Linked DNA regions of Mus musculus: region 1 is linked to region 2. The links are chromatin contacts, called in public ChIA-PET maps. All regions are on one chromosome and are shown on one strand. The core of a region is the stretch at or near the end of the contact, and the rest is flanking DNA. Distances in the headings are between cores, read along the strand shown.

What was found. ChIA-PET counts read pairs in DNA pulled down with a chosen protein or histone mark.
Region 1: a contact with region 2 is called in an RNA polymerase II ChIA-PET map of memory CD8 T cells, with 356 read pairs. The contact joins two enhancer-like sites. A contact is called at or near these places in 1 of 484 Hi-C or Micro-C datasets (the G1E-ER4 cell line) and 4 of 115 datasets of contacts at active chromatin or transcription factors (CD8 T cells, the SCID.adh cell line, embryonic midbrain and 1 more).

The regions. Positions count from the first base shown.
Region 1 is chr9:118,373,320-118,376,826 of GRCm38.p6, forward strand. No RefSeq gene overlaps it. Among named protein-coding and RNA genes, the nearest start is that of Gm33088, 31 kb to the left of the region's middle. Within about 2 kb of position 1,627, at least 11 of the 459 cell types and tissues checked have an H3K27ac peak or open chromatin away from gene starts, as enhancers often do. A contact at or near this core is called in CD8 T cells and memory CD8 T cells, where this site is marked.
Region 2 is chr9:118,167,177-118,170,359 of GRCm38.p6, forward strand. It overlaps Gm17399 (predicted gene, 17399), which reads left to right. Exons shown (of 2, transcript NR_155294.1): 2 at 2,529-3,183. Among named protein-coding and RNA genes, the nearest start is that of Gm17399, 19 kb to the left of the region's middle. Within about 2 kb of position 1,580, at least 24 of the 459 cell types and tissues checked have an H3K27ac peak or open chromatin away from gene starts, as enhancers often do. A contact at or near this core is called in CD8 T cells and memory CD8 T cells, where this site is marked.

The DNA.
Region 1 (3,507 bases), core at 377-2,876, 210 kb after region 2:
ATTCCCCAATGCTTGCTTATTATCACGTGTGCACCATTACCCTCCTATTCCCCACCCCCACTAAGCTCTCTTCTCCACTCTCATGATCTCCAGGCTCACAGCCTGATGTCCTAAGCACCATCCATACAGTCAAGTTCATCTTGCCTATTCAAACCGACTACTTCTGGGTTCTGTGCTGTGGTCTGGCGATAGCATGAGAACAGGATAGGGCTCTTCCCCTGACTGACACAGAGTCATTCGTTCCTTACAGGATGGCTACTCAGTTCTGGTCCATGTCACTGGCAGTATATCAAAAACAAAAACAAAACAAAAATAAACAAACAAACAAAAAACTGACGGTGATTCTCCCTGTAGCCTGGGGGTGGTTATTAATGGTTAAAGTTTGGGTTTCTTTGTTTTAGCAGTCTTGGGAATTGAAACTCGGGTCTTCCACATATAAGGCAGGTGCTCGCGCACTGAGCTATCTCCACAACTATCTGTTTATGTGTTTGTTTCCTTGTTTATATTACGTATTTATTTCCCTTTATTTTAAGACAGAGTCTTACTAAATTGCCAAGACTGGCCTTGAATTTACTCTGTGGTCCTGGCAGGCCTTGAACTTGCTATCCTGTTCCCTAAACTCCTTGAACAGCTGGAGTTAGAGGCCTGCACTACCAACACCAGCATAAGTGGTTCTATTTAAAGACCCCACTCTTATTTACCTTCTTTCAGGCACCAAGACTCTCGTCCACCTCCTGAAGGAAAGCCTTCTCCAGTCCTTCTGCAGCCTGGGAGGGTCTCTCACAGATGGCTGGCATCTGTGGCACGAGTACTGCATACCCTTCAGTTATGGCGAGAACATCAACTCTCTAAACAGCTGGAGATGTGGGGAGAGACTGAAAGGCTGCTCAAGATGAGAACTCCGAGGATCTGTTCTTTGGTCTTCGTTTGTAGAGTGCACGGGGATCAAAAGCTCCACAGGGCTGACTAGCACGATAAACTGATCAGCGCAAACACTCACCGGACACCCGACACCAATGCTTCCACCAGCAAGACAGTGACAAGACCCTCCATTTTTAACTCTCGAACCGCAAATGTAGATCACTCGCCCTGGTGGATTCCCAAGCAGCGCACAGTCAATATTAAAAAGTAAACCAAAGTCCTGAGAAATTTGCCAAACTCTCCCAGCTGCGGAGCAGTGACTTGGGAGATGAGGGAGCTGTGGTCAGCTCTCAGTGTTCTCCTGCTCCAAACCCACCCATAAGTATCACCACAGCATCCACAGCCAGGAGCCCTGCAACCGTGCCTGTTCAAGGGCAGGCTAGGACCCCAAGACAGGGCTCAACTCTTGCCCCCTAACGTGGTCATTTTTCATTGTTTAAACCTGAGTCAAAGGTGGGCTGGAAGTAAGTCAGCCTTTCAGAGCAATTAGGCGTGTGATGCAGGCTGTGGCCTGCAGCCCCTGCAAAGGCTCTGAGTTTTCATCTGCTCATTTTTAAGTGGTTTAATTTTGCCTCTGATTGCCAGGTGCTAAAATATGAACCTTCACACTTGTGAGTCACCCAATTTAACCACGCTGTGGCTCTACCCTCCGAGAGTTTCCTAGGTGCGAACCCAACTGTGCCCTAGACCCACAAAAACATTTTAGTCAAGATTTCCAGGGTAAATTCTAGCCCACCCTTGTCAAAACCACAAGGCTCCCACCTCACCTCCCTGCAGCCGACCCAGAGCTTGTCATTGAGCTCTGATCCTGTGGCTCTAAGTTGACTGTGGGAACTCAGGCAAGTGACTTCACCTTCCTGAGCCTCAGTTTCTTTCTTAGTGAAGTGTGTGCTGAAAATAACTCAAAATTAAATGGTGTGTCCAAGGCCTGCCAATGACTGGGTGCTCTCCTCCCCTCTGTGAGTTCTAGGACAGCCAAGGCTACACAGAGAGACCCTGCCTCAAAAACAAAAACAAAAAGTTTGCAGTAGTAGTTAGAAAATTGAAATATGCACATCAGAAGTCATGAAAAGATATGAAATAGATAAATGGCGGATGAGCTTCCGTCCTAGGATGCAGGATGACATCTCATTCATCTTATCTACCTACCACCAGTGTGTGTTTACTGTCTGTGTGCTGTGATCACAAGTATGTGTCACATGATTACGTGGGGTGTGTGTGTGTGTGTGTGTGTGTGTGTGTGTGTGCGTGCGCGCGCGCGCGTGCACGTGTATAGAGGTCAGAGGACAGCCTCTTGTATCTTTCCTTAGGAATGCTGTTGACCTATTGTAGGCAGGGCTTCCTACTTGGCCTAGAATTTGCCAATTCAGCTGGGCTACTTGGCCAGGGAGCCCCAGACACCTGCCTGTCTCCTCCTTCCCCTCCAGGGATGGGAGGGGTGTGACTGGGGTGGAGGTAGGGGTGGGGGAGAGTTAAAGCACACGCTGCCACACATAGCATTTTGCACAGATTCTGGGAATAAGTTAGGTCCTTGTGCTTGCATGGCAAGAGCTTGCTGACTGCACTGTCTCCAGCCTCAGCCTACTGACTACACTGTCTCCAGCCTCTACGATGCCTTGTCTTATAAAGCATCCTTGATTTCAATGATGTAAAATGTGAAGAAAACATGGATGTTAGGTAAACATTGGTATGGAGTCAGTAAGCCGTGGGAAGGGCGTCCTGCAGAGACTGGAGGAAAATGGGAAAGTAGACGCATGAAGGCCTGTTCTGAGTTTCCCCTTTCCCTTTAAATTCTTCTATTTCATTCCTTTATTTATTTGAGGGTAGGGACAGGCACAATTGGGAAGGCCAGAGACAATTTTTAGGAGTCCATTATGTCCTCCCACCACATGGAACACAAGAGCCAAACCTTTTCATGCTTAGCAGCCTTTAACTGCTGAGTGTTCTTCCTCTTCCTCATCTTCTTCCTCCTCTTCCTCATCCTTCTCTTTTTTTTTCTCCTCCTCCTCCCCCTCCTCCTTCTCCTCCTCTTTCTTCTTCTTCTCCCACTTTTTCTTCTTTTTCTGCTTAGTGCAATCCACATCTTTTTTTTTTTTTAAATCTGTCAGCTATCCTGGAAAGAAGGCAGCTTTCAGGATGAACAATGAGCTATCTCATCACACCAGCTTCAGCCCTAACCACCCCAGGAACAACCCATTAGTCTAAGAAAGGTAGTTCCCTGGGTCCATTGGAATATCATTTGTGGGCTCACAAACTGAGGGGAAGGAACTCATAGTTAAATCTCCTGCCAGTCTTGGCTCCCTCCTCATAGATGTGTTGATGGACAGAAGCAGAAGGCTTGCAAAATCTCAATCCATCTTCTTTTGCTTGGTTCACCATGACTAGCAGTCCCACAGGCAGGGACTCCTACATCTCCTGAGACAGCCATATTCATTGTACACACCTAGCCATACTGGCTGTGGTCTTAGACTTTCCATGTGCCCAGTCTGCAACATCTCATCACCCTGTGTCATAGTCACTTAAAGAAACCAGAACTCTTTCTCTGTCTCAACCCAGAGATACAAATTATCTCTGCCAATTGTCTCT
Region 2 (3,183 bases), core at 330-2,829:
GCTCCGTCAGAGGTCCTGTGAATACTGTCTGAAGGTATTGTTTTGGTGGGTTTTTTTTTGTTTTGTTTTGTTTTTTTGAGATGAGGTCTCATGTACCCCAGGCTAGTCTCAAACTCACATTGCAGCCAAGGATAGCTTTAAACTCCTGATCCTTACACCTCTATCTCCTGAGTTGCAAATACATGCTACCATATGTCCAGTTTATATGGTATTGTTTTTGTGCAAGCTTTTCAAGGACTCTGCCAACAAAGCTACATGTCTTGTCCCTTGATAGAGTTTTTGTGCAGATAGGGTATATAGAAAGAGGTTTCTCCTTAACAACAACAATAAAACATGCACACTTGACTTTGGCATTGGGAGCCTTAAGGAAATAAGTGAAAGTACAACATTTGATCTTCCTGTTTATTAAGCACACGACAAAGACAGAGACAGAGAATTATATAGATAATGAGATACCGAAACAGACACTAGAAAGAAAAAGTTTTATCTTCAAGCCTATGAAGTCAAGATTTTCTATTTCCTCTAAATTTGACTCACAACCTCACAGTTGCTTTCTCTTTCAACTTTTTCTTGAAGTTAAGAAGTCATGGTTAGAAGAAGCCACCAGCTGGCACTGTCTACACTTTGTGTGTGCACCTCTACAGCCAAGTCTCCGAGTGCTTTAAGTCGCCGTTGCTTCTGTTCCCTAGGTTACCACAGACAGCCGCGCTGCCAAACTATGCCACAAATGACAAAGGTGCCCTTTTCATCCTCCTCAAACAGAACCCTCCTCAGCATTGTGCTGACCCTTATCACCACTGTCAATGGCCTCTTGGGTCTGTTGTGCTCTTGTTTAGAATTCCCTTAAGGCTCCCAGTGCCAGCATCAAGTGTGCATGGCTGCATTGGTTCCCTGAAGCTGCTGTGGTGTCCTCAGAGTGATTATAGTGTCAAAAATGGGCAAGCTTCCCTAAGGGAGGTTCCAGGTGTTGCTAGGCAAAGAGCTACCGGGCCGACAGTTCCCTGCTGAAGGCTTCCAGTCCTTCAAGAAGGGTCTTCACCGTTGGAATCATTCACAGAAAGTGTTTAAAGGGATTCTCACAACAAAGCTGCCTTATACTGATTTGTGGTAAACCCCAGTGAACAAAGGCCACACACACTTTTCTTTTTGAGATGCGTCTTTCAGAATCTGAGCCTGCTATGGGATAGCAATTGAAAAGTTCCCAAAGCCTTTCTGCTCAACATTTTAGAGAACCCAACAAAGGATTGACGAGAACATGAGGGAGGAGTTTGCCCTAACACTCCAGCAGCTGCAGATAACCAGTACACGGTGATCGAGACATGTCCCAGTCACTATAGACAGCATGTCCTGTGGCCTTGGAAAGCAGCCCTCTCAGGCTTTGCTAAACTGTAAGTGACCTGCAACTGTGATGTGCAAGCCATAGGGGGGACACTTCCTCTGGTGGAACAGAGAAGTCTTGTGATTGGTGCAGATCTCAGTCCTTCATCTGTTGAAGCAGGGCTGTGCCATGACTGATACCAACACCTTCTAGTTCCTCCTTTCTGGCTGTGTAAGGAGGCTGTTGTCACCTTTACAGTAAGCTACACGCATGACGCTCTGGTGTACTGCCCTCTAGTGTTGTAACATTAGACCCGCGGACAAGCTTCTCTGGACTGATCTTCCTCACTCTAGAAGAGGAGTTGGACCATGAAGAAGATGGGACAGAAATGTCAGTAGAGTGGTCACAGTGGTATAAGCCAGAGCTTCACTTGTGGCGCCCTTCAGATCAGAACAGCGTAGATCGTTCCACGTCTTTGTACATTAGCTAAGAGCGAACTGCATTTTTGCGACTGTGATTCCCAGTACAAATCACACGACGTAATGGGGTTTACAAGCTTTGTCCTCATGCATCAGGCATCTGCTCCTGATGTCTCACGTTTGACTCTCCTCCACACTGGAATCTATTGCTTTTCCTTGTCCCCTTCATCATCCTTCCATGTCAGCATTTCCCAAACCAAGCTTCAAATCACAGACTTAACAATTCATAAGCAATCAGAGCCATGCTTTACATACAAGCACCTGCTGGTACTGTGCAAACTGTATAGCAACGTCACTCTCACAACTAGAAGATGTTACCTTGCCTTATAGATTAAATTATATTCCATTTAAAAATAGGCAACTTAAGCTTCTTTCTTCCTTTTTTCTTCTTCTGCCCAAGACAAGTTCACTGCACCTCGCATGTTCCAAATTTAAACCTAACACCTAGATAAAAAAAAAAAAAACTGACAAACAGGAAATGACTAAAGGGAGCGGCTCTTCCTATCACGTTTGGGACCATCAAAGCAGACCCTTTTCATCGACATGGGTTTTGATTGGGGTAAGAAAGGGCCAGACAGGCACAGCGTCAATCACATTTATCTTGATCTAGTCATACTAGAATCAACTGGGTCAATACAGTCTCCTCTAGTTCTCGCTTTACAATTTGGTGGGTGGAATTCTTGACTGAGATTTGGTTTAGATCATTTCCCTCTTGTGTCTTTTGCCTGCAGACTTAGAAAGCCAGCAGTAACTAATGATGAAGTGCAATGTCTTCCTGTAAGACCTTCTGCCTGAACTTCATTGAAGAATAATGGCATCTTCCTCTTCCTTCATCCCTTAACACAGGAGCCCATCGAGTGTCCACATGCACAGAGGAGTCACTTGTCCGCTGACAGCCATGGCTTTGCAGTAAACGCCAAGGCATAGATGCTTCCATCCCGTAAGCAAGAGCGAGACCTGGAAATAGCCAGAGACCTAGGTGTGAAGTACAGGCTGTTCTGTTGGTAACAGAAAGGCATCTCTGCATCTCCTTCTTAATTAATGTCCCTTCTTGTTATAGAAATAAATCTTATGCTTGTGTGAAACTCATACTGTAGAGGAGTCCTCCTGCCCTTACTCTGGCTTTAACTCCTTCCCACACAAAGTAACCTACTTCATTTGCAGTCCAGGAGAGATCCTTCAGTTTTGCTGCATTTCTCAATTAAGTACAGTATGCATCAGGCAGCAGATTTTCTGTACCAATGAAGTTACACTTTGCACATTGTTCTAGAAAACACATCACACAATGAGATGGTTATCTCATTTGTCACTTGTCTGTGTCTTTAAACAATTTAAAGTAAAACGCTTGTGGTTCATCTTTACCTCTTACAAATAATCGAAAATAAA